3 separate regions of the Sus scrofa genome follow, and regions 1 and 3 are each linked to region 2. A link is a contact called in public Hi-C and HiChIP or PLAC-seq data. All regions are on one chromosome and are shown on one strand. Each heading gives the region's core, a stretch centred on a gene start, on an enhancer-like site or on the middle of the called end of the contact. The rest is flanking DNA. Distances are from core to core; before and after follow the strand shown. Region 1 holds the start of KDELR1 (ER lumen protein-retaining receptor 1). Region 2 holds the start of LOC102165847 (zinc finger protein 664-like). Region 3 holds the start of CCDC114 (coiled-coil domain-containing protein 114).

Region 1 (3,052 bases), core at 336-2,835, 120 kb before region 2:
CGGGAGGGACTCGCACACTCGCTCTGTTCTCGCACACACACACTCACTCGGGTTGCGATTAACATTCAGTCCCCGTCCGCCCCTGCCAGGAGACCCACAGCCCCCCCTCTTTGCCTCCCTGGGGACCCCTCCTCCTGCCAGGGCTGGAGGAGGGTACGCCCCCACCCCAAGCTCCCAGCCTCTGTCTTCTTCCTGGGACTAGAGAGTGAGGGGCTGCAAAAAGGGGGGGGGGAGGCGGAGGCAGGGAGGCACTCAGGATTGGGCACTGAGATATCAGATTTGGACCCGGACTCCAGGGCCCAGGGGCTGCCGCCCTCTGCCCCCTCTCCACTCTGAGGCTTGCGAAGCAGGAGGCTGTTCCCAGACTTCCGTCTCCGCCACACCAGGACCCATCTTTTGGCTTCCGTTGCCCCAGAAGGCCAGGCCTGGAAACTAGGTCTCCATCATGAAGCCAGGAGTCCAGGCTGCCAGGCCCCTCCTCTCTCAGACCCCGAAATTCGAGTCCCCCCCCCCCCAGGACTCAGGAGTCCAGGCCTCCAGTCTCCTCATCGCTGAAACCTGGGACTCCTCCTCCCTCAGACCCAAGAGTCTAAGCCCATGGCCCCCTTCTCCCCTGGTACCTGGTAATCCAAGCCCCTCCTCCAGCCCTGGATCCCTTTTAGGTGCTCAGACAAATGGACTCCCTAGTATAAACCACACACAGGGGCCACAAATCCAAGACTCATGGATGTCACCCCAGGCACCCAATCCATCCAGCAAATGGATACTCCATAGCTCTTCTTTTATTGAGGGACCTGGCATCCATCGCCCATGGGTACGCACACATCCAGAAGGAAAGCAGTGTGTGTCCCCTCCGAGACACAGCCTGCCCCCACCCCCGGGTCCCTCAAGACCAGCTGCCCAGCTCCTGCCCCTCCTGCTGGAGAGGTTAGGCCCAGTGCTTCTTTAAAGGGCTGGGGTGGAGTGTAGCATGGGACACCTGGGCCCCTGAGAGTGTGAGTGTGCGCCTGTGAAGGGCAATTCTGAAGGGGGTGCTGGAGGCAGGGCTATAGGCTACTGACCCCACGGTCTGGGAAAGCAGGAGTAAAAGCTCCATTTCTGAAAAAGAAGAGATCGGGGGCCTGAACTTGGGGGTTCCAGAGGGAGGGATTGTGCATCTGGATTTCTGTCTCTAGGATGTTTGAGACACAAGATCGTTGGGTGGGACCCTATGTCCCAAGGAAGGGGAGCTGAACTCTTGAGTGGAACGGAAGAGGGAGGGGCTGGGGACCTGGACTCCTGGATCTAAGGGGGTCTGCTTTCTTGCCCTTTGGGTGGATTGGAGCTGGAAGGCCGCGAAAGGCCAGTCGCTGTGTCCGTGTCTCAGATTTTTAAAGCTCAGAGACCTGTCTCCCAAATCGCTGTCAAGGACAAAAACTGGGCGGCTGGGCTGCGACCTTCACCGAGGCGTAGATTCCCTGGGAAACAGGTGCCGGATTTGGGAGTTTCAGATCCCAGCGACCCCGCCAGTTCCTAGGAGGCCGCGGTGGGGGTACCTTCGGCGGCAACTCTGCAACGCGGGAGGAGCGGGGTAGGGGGCGCCGGAGAGCCGGGACACCTCCCTCGGGGGCGGAGCCTCCCTCCCGGACTCCTCCCCCTCCCGCCCTCCTCCCTCTTCCTAGCTCCAGCTCTGCCACCAGCTCAGGCCTCGGCGCCCCCTCCCTGAGCCCCCTCCCCGGAGCCGAGCCCACCCGAGGGCATCTCTCCCGGCCCCCAGCCCAGCCGCCAGAACAGCAGCCCCGGGGGGCAGCCCCCCGCCAGTCTGCCTCCCTCCAGCCCAGCCCTGCCAGATCCCCCCAACCATGAATCTCTTCCGATTCCTGGGAGACCTCTCCCACCTCCTAGCCATCATCTTGCTACTGCTCAAAATCTGGAAGTCCCGCTCGTGTGCCGGTGAGACGCCCACCGGGGCCGGAGAAGGGGGGCAGAGTGAGGGGGACATCCCAGGACGCGGGGATGAGTTTGGGGGCATAAGGGGGACGGGTCCCTCCCCGCCACTGCTTGCTGGGGATCCCCCTTCCAGGTCCAGGGTCACCAGGGGGTCAGCTTCTTTCTCTAGACTGGGGGTGCATCCAATTTGGTGGGGGTGGCTCCAGGAACTCAATTCAGCTTCCCCCGGCCCCTATCTGGGTGGCCTTGGAGTTCCCGGGGCTGGGAACAGGGAGCTGTGGCAGGCAGGGAGGTGGCTGGGAGTTGGTGACGTGGACTGTAGCCGCCAGAAAGAGAGCGGGAGATTGGCGACCTGTTCGGGAAAGCTGAGGACAAGTGGGGCCCTCCGGAGGCCCCATCTGAGGTCTGGACTGTGGGAGGACCCTGAGGGGGCCAGAGGTAGTGGTGAGGCCTAGCCTGGGACAGAGCCTCGGGCTGGAGTAGCTTTGGGGCCGGGCTGCCCCCTGGCTGTGGGCCGTGGGAAAGGGCCCTGCTCAGGCCGCGGCTGGGGAGGCCTCCAGGGACAGCTGCACTCCAGAGCCGCCTCTGGGCTCATCCAGGGCTCTGGGCTTTGGTTTATGGCCCGTGCAGCCCACCTCCAGCCTCCCTGCACCCCCGTCTCTCTGGACCACAGGGATTTCGGGGAAGAGCCAGGTCCTGTTTGCTGTGGTGTTCACTGCCCGATACCTGGACCTCTTCACCAACTACATCTCCCTCTACAACACGTGCATGAAGGTGAGGCTCTGGCCCTCCTGCTGGGCCTTTCTGAGGCGGGGAGCCAGGGGAGGGTCGGAGGGAGGGGAGAACGTGGGTCCCAGATTGCTGAGTCCGAGGGAGGAAGCAACGGGGGGCTAGGGCTCCTGGCCTGAGGGAGGAGGGGCTGGGGGTCCAGACTGCCAAGTCTGAGGATGGAGGTGACAAGGCTGGAACTCCTGGGTCTAAGGGAGGAGGGGCTGGCAGTCCAGACTGCTGAGTCCGAGGGAGGAAGTGACAGAGGCTAGAACTCCTGGGTCTGAGGGAGGAGGGGCTAGGGGGTCCGGACTCCTGGGTCTAAGCCTCCTGGGGGCTCTCGTCCTGTGCATTG
Region 2 (2,906 bases), core at 148-2,647:
CCTTTCGGTCCAGGTATTCTGCCGGTTCACGGGAGTCTCCATCCACGGTAGGATTCTGGGCCCAGTGCCTCTGGCTCTTCCGAATGCGCATGCGTAATGCCTGTCTGGTACCGTGGCTGGTTTTTATCAGGTTGACCCGGCGAGTTTTCCCTCCCTATGGAAATTTGGAGCATCACCAAATTCACCTCAAACGCCAACCCACAGCGTCCGCCTCTCAAAAAGAAATGGAAAGGGCTGATATATAATGACAAGCAATTACCGATATGCTTAGCATGTGCTAGATAGTATAAGCATGTGATTTTTAGTTCTTAAAACGGTCTGAGTTACTATTATCCCTATTTTCCACATGGAGAAAGCGAGGCTCAATGAGAAAGAGCCTCAAGTGCATGACCACGTATTGGGAGCCTGCTGTGTATGACTCCATCCCGGCGCTCTTTCTGCTAAAACGAAAGCTCTTGAAAGTGCAGGGGTGGACGGTTCCCGTGGTGGCACAGCGGGTTAAGGATCTGGCTTGGGTCCTTGCTGTGGCGTGGGTTAGATCCCTGGCCCTGGAACTTCGCATACCCCGGGCTTGGCAAAAAATAAAAAAGTGTGGGGGTGGAGGTTGAGGGAGGACCTACCCTCTTCTCTGCTGTGTGCCCTCGGATAAGTCACTGAACCCCTCTGATTTAATTTTCCCAGCTGGAAAAAACGGACACAATCCTTATCTCCTGGGGTGTATAGGGGTGATCCTATAGGTGACCCACCCAGCAGACCCACCTAGCACAGTGTAGTTCAGGGATAGTTAAATATCAGCATGGAGGCAGGCATGGGATTTTGATGGGTAAAGAAAGCCAGATGGAAAGCTATAAAGAGAGTTCTGGACCAAATGCGTAGAGATTTACTGCTACCCATCACCGGCCAGTTGTTGCTACAAAGAACACAGTGTTGCCAGAGAGTCTGAGATGGCCTGGCTTCAGCAGAGTGGATTTCAAACCATTTTGCAACTCCAGGCTTCTTTCCAGGTGCAGTGAGTCCAAGTGGGAACAGACTGGGACGAAAAAGCAGGACCCTGTGTATCCCAGCTCTGGCTTTAACATCAGTAATAACTTTGATGATGACAGGCCGTCTTCGGAAAACATCCCATGTGTTATCGCAGTCAATCCTCAAACTTATGTGATAGATATTCCCATTTTACAGATAAGAAAACTGAGGCACTGGGAGTTTAATAATGCAGCAAATAACAGTGAATCTGCTAAAACATCCCAAGTCCTCCTCTACCAGACCCTCATTTGTTTTCTAATGTAACCCTTGTGCTCCATCCTTTCTTTAATTTTTAATTTTATTTTTTAAATTTATTTTTTAAAAATTTTATTATTGTTGATTTACAATGTTCTGTCAATTTCTGCTGTACAGCAAAGTGATGTGGCTACACATATACATACATTCGTTTTCTCACATTCTCCTCCATCATGTTCCATCACAAGTGACTGGATACAGTTTTCCCAGGGCGATGCAGCGGGATCTCATTGCCTCTCCACTCCAAATGCAATAGCTTGCATCTACCAACCCCAAACTCCCAGTCCATCCCCCCTCTCCTCTCCCCCTCCCCCTTGGCAACCACAAGTCTACTACCTATGTCCATGGCTTTGTGTGTGTGTGTGTGTGTGTGTGTGTGTACATAGGTTCATTTGTGCCATAGATTCCAGATACCCATCTTCTTTTATCACCTCAATTCCTGATATCAGTTCCTCTCCTATCCCCCTCAACTTCCCTGTGACTCTGTTTATCTAAAACTCCCAATCTCCCATGTCATATCTCTGCTCTCAAATTCTGAATCTCTTCCATTCATTTCATCAACAGTTTATGGAATATCCCCTCTGTGCCGGGTGCTCTTCTGGGCTCTGGAATTTTTCGTGGTAAGCAGCACAAGGCCGCCCCCTAGTGGGGACGATGGACAATTTTAAAGATAAATGATGAACAAGTAATTTAGATCCGGTTTTTGAAAGAAAGAATAAGGGGGGATGGGATAGCGACTGGTGGTGGGAAGGGGATAGTGGTTACTTTAAATAGGGATGTCAAGGGCATCTATTCCTGGGAGGTGACATTTAAGTCTGAAACACAAACAGTTGGATGGGCATTCCAGGCAGAGGGAATAGCAGGGGCAAAAACTAGATCAAACTGGTCCTATGTGCGGGGGGTGGGGGTGGGGGATGGGGCGGAACGGGGAGAAGCCTGCTGTGGGTGAAACAGGAGGGCAAGTGATAAGAGATATGGCCGGGGAGTTCCCGTCGTGGCGTACTGGTTAACGAATCCGACTAGGAACCATGAGGTTGCGGGTTCGGTCCCTGCCCTTGCTCAGTGGGTTAAAAATCCGGCGTTGCCGTGAGCTGTGGTGTAGGTTGCAGACGCGGCTCGGATCCCGCGTTGCTGTGGCTCTGGTGTAGGCCGGTGGCTACAGCTCCGATTCAACCCCTAGCCAGGGAACCTCCATATGCCGTGGGAGCGGCCCAAGAAATAGCAACAACAACAAAAGAGACAAAAAGACCAAAAAAAAAAAAAAAAAAAGAGAGATATGGCCGGACAGTTAGGAAACGGGAAACTCCATATTTGCTGTAACATCCCAGTTCATCCTGTATATTAGTGCTGGCCAACAAACATTTCCCAGATTATGGAAATAGTCTAGATCTCCACTGTCCAATACAGCAGAGCCACTGAGGATTTGAAATGGGGTGTGACTGAGGAACTGAATTTTTCATTATATTCCATTTAATTACTTTAGCCACATATGACAACCTCCTACTGATTTGGATAACTTCCCACTACACCTCAAAAGATCCAGCTCTTGGAGTTCCCGTCGTGGCGTAGTGGTTAACGAATCTGAGTAGGAACCATGAGGTTGCGGGTTCGGTCCCTGCCCTTGCTCA
Region 3 (2,720 bases), core at 111-2,610, 70 kb before region 2:
GCAGTGGGAAACCATTGGAGGGTTTTAAACAGAAGTGCAGTACCAGGGACTTAATGTAAACTATAATAATAATGATATTATTATTATTTATTCTTGGGTTACTGTGCTGGGATGGGAGGTGATGACCACTATGTACCTGGGTCTCTTGGCAGGCTTGGGTGCTGTTGGGTGTACCTGGGTGTTGGCAAGGACAAGGGAACTAGGTGCCTGGGGTTCTGATGTGGAGTGAAAGCTGGAGAACTGAAAATCCTGGGTCCCTCCAAGGGAAGGGAACTGGATGAGGGGATGTCTGGGTATATGATGGGGCCACAACTAGAAGACCGAAAGCAGCTGGTCATCTGGGCTCCTTGAAGGTGTGAGGGAGGGGCGGTCCAGTAACCCGGGAGACCTGGAAGCTGGGTACCACTGTAGCACAGACTCTATAGAGACACACTGGCTAGATTCAAATAAAAGCTGCTTGACTCATTAACTGTGATTTGGGGGCAAGTTACTAATTTTGCTATGCCTCAGTTTCTGTCTGTAAAATAGGTATAATAATAGTAAATACATCACAGAGCAGTTCTTAGAGGAGTGACTGGCACATAGTAAGCACTGTGGTAAGTGCTTGTGATGCTAGTCATTGGGGCTCTGAGTGGATTCAGTACTGGGAGACCTGAGATCAAGGTCTCTAGGATTTGGGGAAGTGGCAAATTCTTGGGTCCATTGGGCCCAAGGCTAAAAAGTTGGGAGTACAAAATGAAAATACTAAATAAAATGGGGGGGGGATAAGTAGTTCCATCTTACATCTTGGAGAAGAACAGAGACTGGGGGTCTGAACTCAGGCCCTGAATAAGTTAGAAAGTCTGGGTCACTGGAGGAAACATGAGACCTGAGATCCCATGCTCTTCCTGGAGTGGAGGTAAATTGGATTGGACCTGGGTCCTGGGAGGAGTCTGGGAACCAGGGGCTAGGGAAATGAAAATCTGAGCGGGAGGAAGTGGAGAACAGGAGGCTAGACCTCTGAATCAAGTTCCCTGAGTGGAATCAGCGCCGGAGTTGGGTACCCTGGGGATGTTCCAGGCGGGGGTCCCCCATGCTAGGATCCTGTAGAAGGGGGGAAACTCAAGGGACTCGTGGTGGGATCTCCCCTATCTGGGCCTCCAAGGCCACGAGCTGAGCGCCAGCGGGTCGCTTCCTCCCACAGGAAACCGCAGGCGTCAGACACACCCAGCCTGCAGGGAGCTGCGCCCACTGCCCTCCCGCTTGGAGGAGGCCCACGTGGGCAGCAGCCTGCCGTCAAGGGGGCGTGCCCTGTGGCGCGAGGGGGCGTGACCACAGGGCGGGGCCGGAAAGCGGGACAACACAGAGCGCCCTAGACCCCGCCCACTTCCGCCTCTCAGTGCGCGGACCTCTTAAGTGGTTGAGGGGTTTTGGCTGCCTTTCCCGAGGCCGTTGGCCGCGCATGCGTAGTGCGCCGCTTCGAGGACCTGAGGCAGTGGTGAGCGCTCCTTCCCCTAGCAACTCCCAGCATCGGCACCGCCACCTTGCTAATGAATCCTCAAAATAACGTGATCTTAATCATCTGAAGACGCGCATCTCTCGCGCCCCATCCCGAAACACCTTGGCCCAGCTCCAAAACCTTCCAGACGTTTCCCTCCCAGCCCCGCCTCCACAGACTCCTTTGGCTCAGATATCCCCTCCCGGAAACACACATCGCGCCCCTGACGACCCCAACAGACCATCAGGACCTCCCCCAAGCTTTCCAAGCCTGAGTGCCTCCTAGTTAGCCCTGTCTACCACAAGCTCTGGAATCCGCGTACTTCCTGCGCCCTCCCACCAGGCCCCTCACGTGTTCTTCCAACCACGCCCCTCACCAGCCCCCGAAGCCCCACCCTTCACAAGGCCCGCAGCCACGCCCTTTACAGGTATCCTTGCACCCCTCCCTCAGGGCCCCGAAGCTCCGCCCTGCACCGGTATCTGCGTCCCTGCCTTCACAAGGTCCCCCAGCCACAACCCTCTTGGGCCCCTCCAGCCCTGCCCTTCCTTCGCAAGCCCTGAAGCCCACACCCTCAGGCCGGCCTCGCCTCAGAGGCCCTTCCAGCCCCGCCCATCGTAGGCCTCTACGGCTCCGCCCCTCGCAAGGCCTCCAGCCCCGCCCCTCGTAAGGCCTAGAGCCCCGCCCCCTCAGCCCTCCAGTCCCGCCGCTTGCTGGGCTCCCCTAGCACATCTGTTCACAGCACCCGAGCTCCCCGCAGGTCTCCTCGCGGCCTCCTAGCCCCTCCTCCCCAGCCGCCCCTCCCACGGCTTTCTTCTGTGGCCTTGGTCCCTCCCCGGCTGCTGTCCCCAGGCCTCATTGGTCTCTTATCTCCCCAGTAACCAGACCACAACACTGAGCTTGGAGTACCCAGGACAGGTCCAGCACTCCGGCAGGTAGGGACCGGCCTCGCTCCCCTCAGCCGACGGGGGTGGGGTGGTTCTCCTTCCTCTGTGAGCCGCCTCCCCAAACCGCCCCCATCAGAGATACCGAGAGCCTAGAGGACCTGTCCCCCGCGCCAGAATCAGAGCCGCGACGCAAGACAGAGAGTGTGAGAGGTGGGAGGTCGGGAGGGGCATGGCAAGAGGCCTGAGAGATGCCCCCTCCAACCCGCTGGAGGGATTGCGACCCAAAGAGAGGCCAGAGCTGGTTCTGGGATCAGTTCCTAGCCTTTTGCCTTTCATCACCCACCCTCCTAGCCCTCTCC

What was found. A called contact is a pair of places that touch in the nucleus more often than the background predicts. HiChIP or PLAC-seq counts read pairs in DNA pulled down with a chosen protein or histone mark.
Region 1: a contact with region 2 is called in a Hi-C map of embryonic fibroblasts, with 5 times the contacts expected there. The contact joins the promoter of KDELR1 here to the promoter of LOC102165847 in region 2. A contact is called at or near these places in 2 of 47 Hi-C or Micro-C datasets (embryonic fibroblasts and heart right ventricle).
Region 3: a contact with region 2 is called in an H3K27ac HiChIP or PLAC-seq map of alveolar macrophages. The contact joins the promoter of CCDC114 here to the promoter of LOC102165847 in region 2. A contact is called at or near these places in 1 of 47 Hi-C or Micro-C datasets (epiblast stem cells) and 1 of 2 datasets of contacts at active chromatin or transcription factors (alveolar macrophages).

The regions. Positions count from the first base shown.
Region 1 is chr6:53,802,153-53,805,204 of Sscrofa11.1, reverse strand. KDELR1 (ER lumen protein-retaining receptor 1) reads left to right here and starts at 1,585. Exons shown (of 5, transcript XM_003127269.5): 1 at 1,585-1,932; 2 at 2,603-2,703. The coding sequence starts at 1,842.
Region 2 is chr6:53,683,266-53,686,171 of Sscrofa11.1, reverse strand. LOC102165847 (zinc finger protein 664-like) reads right to left here and starts at 1,397. Exons shown (of 5, transcript XM_005664651.3): 1 at 2-1,397. It overlaps LOC110261015 (a long non-coding RNA gene), which reads left to right. Exons shown (of 3, transcript XR_002344717.1): 2 at 1-47; 3 at 1,843-2,171.
Region 3 is chr6:53,753,148-53,755,867 of Sscrofa11.1, reverse strand. CCDC114 (coiled-coil domain-containing protein 114) reads left to right here and starts at 1,360. Exons shown (of 15, transcript XM_021094655.1): 1 at 1,360-1,477; 2 at 2,353-2,720.